Regions from separate parts of the Ovis aries genome. Here region 1 is linked to region 2. The links are chromatin contacts, called in public Hi-C maps. All regions are on one chromosome and are shown on one strand. Each heading gives the region's core, a stretch centred on a gene start, on an enhancer-like site or on the middle of the called end of the contact. The rest is flanking DNA. Distances are from core to core; before and after follow the strand shown. Region 1 has its middle 210 kb from the start of KLF6. Region 2 overlaps LOC105611101 (a long non-coding RNA gene).

What was found. Hi-C and Micro-C count contacts between places; a contact is called where the count stands out from the background.
Region 1: a contact with region 2 is called in a Hi-C map of tail adipose tissue, with 6 times the contacts expected there. The contact joins two enhancer-like sites. A contact is called at or near these places in 3 of 16 Hi-C or Micro-C datasets (skin fibroblasts and tail adipose tissue).

Annotation. Positions count from the first base shown.
Region 1 is chr13:43,971,226-43,975,668 of ARS-UI_Ramb_v3.0, forward strand. No RefSeq gene overlaps it. Among named protein-coding and RNA genes, the nearest start is that of KLF6, 210 kb to the right of the region's middle. Within about 2 kb of position 1,451, at least 7 of the 54 cell types and tissues checked have an H3K27ac peak or open chromatin away from gene starts, as enhancers often do. A contact at or near this core is called in tail adipose tissue, where this site is marked.
Region 2 is chr13:43,588,358-43,593,388 of ARS-UI_Ramb_v3.0, forward strand. The region is part of intron 1 of LOC105611101 (a long non-coding RNA gene); the gene reads left to right. Among named protein-coding and RNA genes, the nearest start is that of AKR1E2, 100 kb to the left of the region's middle. Within about 2 kb of position 1,679, at least 13 of the 54 cell types and tissues checked have an H3K27ac peak or open chromatin away from gene starts, as enhancers often do. A contact at or near this core is called in tail adipose tissue, where this site is marked.

The DNA of each region.
Region 1 (4,443 bases), core at 201-2,700, 380 kb after region 2:
AAATAGAAGTGAAGAAAAATTCTGTGATGAAACCCCAACTTAGCAAAGGCTTTCATAAAATCAGGGGGAGATACGAAGATAGTCAAATTCCATCACCAGGGTTCAAGGTGCACGCTGGCATGTCAGGGGTCGCAGAGTCCAGGATGGTCCCCAAGGCTGCCTGCACCTCCCCTGATGACGACAGCTGCCCTCAAGAGTTAGGAACAATAACAGACATGCTTCCCTTATTTTATGGAAAAAGGGTGAGAAAGGAAAGGAAAGCGCTCTCCATCGTGCTCAAAAAGAAACACAGCTGCATCCTATTCTGACATCACTGGAGACCAACAATCGGTTAAACAAAGCCTTCTTCTGGTCTATATCTGATTTCCAAGACAGTCTTATGAGGCAGGGACAGTCACTGACCCATTTTTCAGATGAGGAAAATGAGAGCCGAATCATTTAAGAGATTTGTTCAAAGGTGTGATTTGTCCTGACAAATGATGGAGATGATTCAAAACACAGCAAGATTGTCCAAGCCAACGTTCTTAACTATTAAGCTGCATTGCTGCCCCAACGTGTTTGACAGCATCTGTGTTAGGCAGTCAACTCCTGTTAACAACTAAATAATTGATAAAAGTGAATGAAGATCAGTCATGAATGAATATTCTTTAAACTCTCCAAAGACAAAAGAGATTTCATGCCAGAGGAGACACGGCTTTCCTTCACATGTTTTTTGAGCCGTGCTTAAAGAGAGCTTCCTGGATGCAGTCCTTGTCCAGAGCAGATGCTAAGATTCTAACAGGGTGGTTTTCTCTCTTTCATCAAACATAGATACTGTACATTTAAGAATTATGTGAAAATCTGCAATTATTCTTCTGGCTCGACATCTCCTCTGCCCCCAGACAGAGCAGTGAAACCCTGCCAGAATACAGAATTTTAAAGAAAAATAAAACATTGTCTCTTCCTGCCAGAACTTTGTTGTCCAGCTCACAGCTGTTCTTAGCGAAGCAGTTCCTCAACCCCGAGGACACACCAACTGATGAGAACAGTCTTGCATCACATGTGTCCCCAGCATGTCCCCAGTGAGGGAAATTGTCATCACGTAGAAGCCACAAATTGAAATCTCATAAAACAATCAACCTGGGTGCTGTGTCAGCCGCTCTCCTGAATCACAGCCACGTCCACATATTTCAAAATCCTAACAGTTTCCCCCAACTAGAAAAAAAAAACAAAATCTCAAGGTATTATTCAATGCTATCTTTGAAGTTTATGAAAATGAACTTATATTTTACTGCTTATTTTCTCACTGGTGAAGTCTTAAATCACCCATTGTCTGAAAATTATCCGAATGAACAGGTTCTGAAAAGAAATTTTCCTGGTAAGCCAGCTCTGCTCCTTTAACAATTGAATGAATAAAGACATTCGCTTAGACCTTGATGAGTCAACCCTTTCGCAGACAATGTATAACTGAAGTATTTCTAAATGCTCCCTCATATCCGGTCAGCTGCATCCACATCCACTTCTGCCAGAAGTCTGCTAGGGCAGCAGATCCGTAGCGACCTCCGTTCCTTTTCTCTGAGATCCACATGTTCCTCATAGCACCCAGGAGTGTTTCAGATGCCATTCTCATGTATTCAAATCAACTCTAAGAATTTTTTCCTCTAAAAGAAAATAGCCATGCATTCCTGTTTCATCTATTAACAGCAAGGATAGGGTGTGATAAACGCATATTTACTGGTGAAAATGGATGAACATTCTTTACTTGAAAGTACTAACTGCTGCATACTCTAATGTCTCCAGTTCATATTTGGGGGCCTGGTTTATACCCAGGATACCCAAGAGAGAGGGGGCAGAGAGCTGCTGTGTGGACCTAGTTATGCCTCTATGTAGGTGTTTAAGAAATTGGACTTTGTGAGCCAGAAAATCCACCTTCAGATTTATTCTAACACTGGCTCTCTGATTATATTCTCTTTTTGGAACTCATTGTGGGGGTAAGGAGAAAGGAAGGCATCTCTGAGTATGTATCCACACATTAACTGTAGGCTAAGAAGGCATCTCATCTTTCTACAACAGTCGATAGTTTTTCACTTGTTCGATTCCTGCCCCAACTCCGATATCTTGTGTAAATCCATGTGCCAGTCAGAGAGGAGTCCAGACTGTCCTTTGTGTAATATATTGAATAGGTTGGTCCCAATCTGAAACACATGTCATAGTCACTATCCTCTTAGCACTAATATTCTTACGCTTCCTCTGCCTTTCTCAATAAATATTCTGAAGACTATTAACTTATGTCTTGCTCTCCAAACTAAAAAAAGGTATTTCACAATACACACAAAGTCAGGTAATTGATTCCAAACGGAACTCAAAGGTTAGAGTTGCAATTTCCTCTAAAGGAAACACCCACGTTTGGAATCTTTAGTAGCTGTCTTTACATTATTAATAGCCCTACTTATATCTGACAGACAAGTAATAATGTGGCCATCTATCTCCAAGACAGCAGAGCTGAATATATTTCTAACTTTATAAATGAATTTTAAAAGCCCTACAGACACATTGCATTAAAGTAAAGAATGGAAATTTGGTAAATGGAGTCTTTGGGTTTTATTGATGAATAAATCTTTACTTTTCTACAACAGCTAATAAGGATCTTGAAGGTTAAATAAATAAAATAAACATTCCCTGTGTATTTGAGGCAGTGCTCTTTGGGCCAGCGTGGTGTGGAATGCTTTTAGTATGATGGCCCTTAACACATCCTCAAAGCTGGGCAAAGGCATCCCATAATGTTCTGTAGGAAGAGCAGCAGTCCTGGGAGAGTCCTGATCTTCCACAATTGAAACCCAAGATGGATTCTCCAAGATCCAACAGAGATCCTTCTTGCTACTAGGGATGTCCAAGGCAAGCAGAACAATATACTTCAGAATCTTATCTCAACCAGATCAAGTTCAATAGCGTACCTCTGGTGGTTTAGTGAGCTAGAATAAACAGTTTGATGAAAAACAATTCTTTCCTAATATGGTACAGAAATTATCCTTTTTAAAGAAAGAATTCTTTTTCTCCCAAGAAACAGCTTTTACTATTTTTTTTTTTACCCTAAGTTTAGAGCATCCAAGTATTTGGGTCATTTGCATGGAGAACATTCCCAAGATTTGCTCAACAAATGAATAAAGTGAATAAATAAATAATAAGTGATGGCTCAACACTTAAGAGAATCTGTGAATTTTAGTAAAAACATGTAGTCCTACTAAGGATGTTTAGCTTAGCAGTGTCCTGAAAAGTGCTTATTTTTTTGGCAAGTGTCAGTTACCTGGTGAGATTTATCAAAACTTTTGAAGTATATGTGTGAGGCAAGAAGTAGATAGAAATTAACCCTGGTAGAATTTCTGGCATTGAAACCAACTTAGAAAAGACTGCCCTGTCTGGCTCACCCACTTCCACAAGTTCAGAGATCTGTAATAAATCAATGAACTACCCAGTGAACATAAGCAGTAGACACGTTCCCAAGAGCCAAGCCCTCAACTTGCTGGAAACTACTCCTCAAGACATGACTGCCTTCTGGTAAGACAACTTCTGACAAAGCAATTGATGACAGATATTCTGACCTCAGGGAAGTTATGATACATCAGAAGGATGAATATTAACCTCAGTTCCTCTGAAGTCATTCATTCACTCATCATTTCTGTCATAACATGTGCTAAGTCCCTGGGGTTCTGAAACCTTGAGACGCAAGGATGGAGAAAATCCCAGCCCTGCTATCTGAAGCTCAGTTTTTTGTTTGTTTGTTTTGTTTTTGGTGCATGGCATATGGAATCTTAGTTCCCTGGCCAGGGATTGAATCCATGCTCCCTGCAAGCTTAACCACTGGACTTCCAGGGAAGTTCCTGAGGCTCAGCCTTATGAAACACACACACCAAAATATCGATTCATCAGTTTTCTTTCCCTCTTCAACATCTTTATAAGTTAACAGGAATACAGAAGATTTTTTCTGACATCTGTACATCACTGTGTTTAGTCAGTAAACAATGAACAGCTGGTATGTGCTAAATACACTGGCTTTACCAATGTGAATGCTTGAGCAATAAAAAATATGCACCCTGACCACCAAGAAATCATCTAGTTAGGATTAAAAAAAAAATAAGTGTGCCTTATGGAAAAAAAAATGGAGGAAAGACAGAAGCAAATTAGTGATAAATCAATTCTACTATGAAGCAATAAACTGAACAGGAAAGCTGACTGCTGGTAAAAGATTTGGGCAACCAGTCAAACTGGGCAAAATGTTAACTCACGTCCACTGGAGGCACTGCAGTAGGCTAGGAATCTCAATTGCAGTCAAGAATGCAAAGTAAAATTCCTTCCTCGGCCAATATTTCCTCGCCTGATATTTCTGAGCCCCAAATGCGTCTGGAAATGTACTGAGTGCACGTTCCAGGTCTTATAAAAATGATTGGAAAGGGACTGGGCTCGGCC
Region 2 (5,031 bases), core at 429-2,928:
AAATATTTGATTAAAAGTCCCCAAATAACAAGCCACAAATGGGAAGAATCAATAGATTGACAGTGCATGTAATCTCTAAATAAAACTAGCAGTCAAACTACTTGAAGTTCTCTAACACAGTTCTTAGAAAAAGAACGGGAAAGGGGGGAAAAAGTGAAGAATAAGAAGAGCAATTCACGGAAGAATTTTTATCAGTCAATAAAGTGATGCAGAAGTGTTAAAATAGTGAAAAAAGTGGAAATAAACTGAGTGTTGATTAGCAGAATAGATGAATATAGTTTTGTATTTGTAAACTATATTATTTCCTGAATTTTTGTGTTGCTGAAATTGTTTATTAAAATAGTCTTTCCTGGTCGCCACGAAATTTTTTCATCTTGTTTTATGTCCCTGGATATGTTCTAGTGTTTTTGAGTTTATAGTCTATGGGAACTTGAATAGAATTTGTATCCTACTGTGTTTGAAAATTATATAAATCTCGATTATGTTGAATTGGTTCATAGTGCTTTTCAGGTCTACTATATCCTTCTCCTTTTCTGTATATTCATTCTAATAATTTTTGAGAGTTTGATATAGAAACTTCAACTAAAAATCTTAATTTATCTACTTAAAAAATAATTGTAGTAGAATTGAGTGGAACTATTTGTAACCTTGTTCTGTATTTTCCAAGTCTCCTGTAAATGTGTTATCATACTTTCATAATTTGAAAAATAAATAAAATATAAAGAAGCTAGTCTTTGTCCTTCTTCCAACAACTTATAAACAGAGCCGCTAAAAGGGTCTGGTGCTAGCCACTTAGGTTAAAATGTATGTGCCAATGGAGAGAAGTGGATTTAGTATCTTTGTTTACAATTTCTAGGGAATATGATTTTAAGAACAAAAGAACTGAACTAAACGAACTGAATTTATACAAAAGAAAATGTGTGCTTTTGATCAACAGCCTGATGCCCCTGAAATCTTAGGTATTTTCTGCCCAAGGAGGAGAGATCTAAATGGAAAGTTGCTTTCTAATCATGCATTTGTGTTTGACTGAACTCTAATCTCAGGGAAGAGTGGTGAGTTCATGGAATATTAAGATCTGAAGAAAGGTAATTTCCAGGACAAAAATATGAGCCAGAAGGAAGGGACCAGATGATATTAATGTACCTGTTTGGAAGACAGGCAAGGTGGCCAAGTTTAAGGGCTGTGAGGAAGGTGATTAGGGAAAAAAGTCCAGACCACTGAGTGCCGAAGGGAAAAAAAAAAAAAAATCCGGTCACCATCTTCCAAAAATACGGATCTGATCTTACTCGCCTTCAACAGCTTTGCCCAGTTGCTTATATTTTTGGTTTCATACTCTTTCCAGAGCAAGTTTGGTAAGACTGAAAAGCTATTACTGTGATTCCAAAGCTTTGGCATAGATCATCTGTATGACTCTGCCCCTTGCCTCCTCTCTGGATATTTCTTGTGCTGTTCTAGCAGTCACTGAATATAGTGGGCAAAAAGATGATGTTGCTAATGGCTCTGAGATTCCATCTAAATTTAAAATAGCTCCTTGCAATTAACTCATAGGTAAATCTTTTTAATACCTTAAAATTCATAGAGGAGGTTCCAGTCCTGGATCCTGTGTATGACTCAGTATTGTGCAGAGCCTAAAACCTCAGGGTGGGACCCAGGACATGCCAGACCAGTGACGACAGATGGAATTTCCTCATCTTTTAATTACTGCTTGTGAAGCAGATCAGTGGCCAAGGGGAACTGCATGTGATTTCACAATGCCGTCGTGTCCTCGGGCTACCATCATGGCTGTACAGAATTTCAGGTGGTGGTAGTGATATTGCTGAGATTGCTTTTCAAGATTATTTTATTAAATTTATCTAGTCATTAGATTAAATAACATTGACTTCACGAAATGATTATTTGGTGCCATTTAGCAATAGGCTGTGTTGCACTGAAATGTTTTTATATTACAGGCAAAACAATGTAAAAATGGGACATCTTATCAATCTATGAACTTGTATTGAGTGAGATACAATCTTAACACTTTACAAAATTCAGGAGCAAAATCTATCGAATCTGTTTGAAAACATATATGAATGTTTAAGCAAGATGTGAGTTTATTTCTCCACTATGTAGCTGCAATTTCTTTTTCATTTTCTTTATTTAATTTTTATTAATGAAGAACCCTTCACTTTAAATTTTAACTCCACGTTTTTACATAGTTCCTAAGAGAAAATTAGTAAATAAAAACTGATGAGAGCAATAGGTGTTTTTCTCCCCCAGCAACCTCCGATACATGGAGGATAGTCAGCGTCCCTTATGTCACAAAAACTGAGCTGAGAGCTTCATGCTTTACTGACTTGAGAGATCCTCAGTCTGTCAAGCCCCATAGACTGCTTTGTTTCCTAATTTGCATCATTATGGAAACAGAAGACTGTAGGATGAAAGTTTGGAGGATAGATTCTGGCTGTATAAGGTAGTGAAAGCTGGCTGACTATGGAGAGCAGTATGGAGTTTCTCTGAAAACTAAAAATAGAACTTTCATATGACCTGGTGATTCTACTCCTGCTGTGGCTGCTGCTGCTGCTAAGTCGCTTCAGTCATGTTCAACTCTGTGCGACCCCATAGACGGCAGCCCGCCAGGCTCCCCCATCCCTAGGATTCTCCAGGCAAGATCACTGGAGTGGGTTGCCATTTCCTTCTTTTAGAGACCCCATGGACTGCAGCCTACCAGGCTCCTCCATCCATGGGATTTTCCAGGCAAGAGTGGGGTGCCATTGCCTTTTCCATCCACCCCTGAGTATATATCAAAACGAACAACCAAAACTGCCAACTTGAAAAGATACATGCACCCTAATGTTCATTGCAAAACTATTTACCACAGCAAAGACGTGGAATCAACCAAAGAGCCCATCAACAGAGGAACGGATAAAGAAGGTGTGGTACATACACACAATGGCATATACTACTCAGCCATAAAAGAAGGAAGTAATACCATGTGCATCAGCACGGATGGACCCAGAGATTGTCAGACTATTGCTGGGGTCCTAAAGGACTGGAACCCAGTGGTCCGGAGTTGACCAATGAGAAAGTAAAGGAGAGGGAAAGAGGCTGATATTCCTTGGTTTACGCAGAAAGCCAATAAAGCCCCTGGCATGGGGCTTGCTCTGTTCACAGAGGCCTCAGGCGCCCTCTTGATGGGGTGAAGGCACAGAGCGCCTTCTCGAGAGGGTCTTAGAAGCCCGGGCAGGAAAGTGAACTCAGAGAGGCTCTGCGCTCCAAGGGATCAGCCTGAAAAAGAGAGAGTGGGAGAGAGAGACAAAGAGACAAAGAAAGTAAGACACGGTGACCAAAGCTCTGATGGAGCAGAGGTGTTTAACTCAACGTTGTGCAGGTGTTTATACTGCCTTACAAGATAGCTATTTTCAGCAGAGATATTACCATATGGTTCATAAAAAGGAAGAGGGTACTTATCACATTATCACCAGATAGAAAAACTAATGAAGGAAATGCCTGGATTCCTCAGCCCTCGGGAGAGGCTTGCCTCTCCTCTTAATTCCTTATATTCAGGAATTAATAAGGAACAGAGAATTCTTGACAGATCCAAAACAGCACATAGGAAGCCTCCTGTTAAATGCTTCCTGACACTAAGTCAAGTAAGTCAGATAGAGAAAGACAAATATATGATATCACTTACCTGTGGAATCGAAAAAAAAATGGTTTAAATGAGCTTATATACAAATCAGAAATAAACTCACAGACATGGAAACCAAACTTAGGGTAACCAAAAAGGAAGAGAGAGGAGGGATAAATTAGATGTTTGGAATGGACAGATACATACTACTATGTATAAAAGAGATAACCTGCAAGGACCTACTGCAGAGCACAGGGAACTATATTCAATATCTTGTAGTAAACTAAAATGGAAAAGAATCTGAAAAAGAAATATTTGTATAACTGAATCATTTTGCTGTTCACATGAAATTAACATGAAAATTATACTGCGATTAAAGGAAGAAAAAAACCCCTCTCTGTCTAGAGGAGGCAGGTAAGCAAGGGAATATACAGCAGAGGTGCACATCCCAGTGGCCTGGACGATGTCAGACAGTCAAGATGCTGGGTTTAGGGAACACTAGCGACTTCACTTTCAATTTCACTTTCATGTGTTGGAGAAGGAAATGGCAACCCACTCCAGTGTTCTTGCCTGGAGAATCCCAGGGACGGGGGAGCCTAGTGGGCTGCCGTCTATGGGGTCACACAGAGTCGGACACGACTGAAGCGACTTAGCAGCAGCAGCAGCAGCAATCATGCCCAAGTTTTGCTCAGGTGGAAATACCTTCTTGCTCATAAACAAGCCCCCCCCTTCCTGAGGAAGGAGGAGGTCCTGGGAAATCAGAGAGGGGAAAATAAAATGAAAACGTAAGCTGAAATGGAGCTTTTGGATGGCGTAGTATATTGAGAACATGAGAAAGCAGAAGAGAATGGTGATCCAGGGAGCTGCTTACCCACGAAATGAATATTTATTGAGCAGGTTAATAGTCCCCTGTCTATTGAGGCAGAATCCGGATTAGTCATACACTTCAGGTGACAGCCTTGCCAAAATACCCTCTAGATTAGCCAAGGGGGTGCACAGCCTTGCAAAGCAAATTCAAATATTACAGCGAACATCTTTCCAGAATGCACTGTCTTTCCCCTGACAAACCTTCTGCCTTCTGTTTTCACCTAGAGCATTATGCTTGAGATGGAAAGCGACAGTGTGTGTGCAGCCCTATTACTTTCACGTCAGGGGACTGATTACAGTGACAGACAGGTTTATAATGTGTCATGCTTCCCAACATAAAAGTCACATTTCTCCTAAAATCATTTAATATTTCATTCCTAGAATACTCAGTGATGTCAACAATCTGAGCCCTTTTACTTTGTGTTGTATAAAAAAGAAAAAGAAAACATCAATATCCATCTAAATCCCACAGCTGTCACTTAAAATCAAGTAGCAGATAATAGCGCCTGGCAGCCACCAGAATGCTCAGTATTTTTATGATTCAGAAAACATCA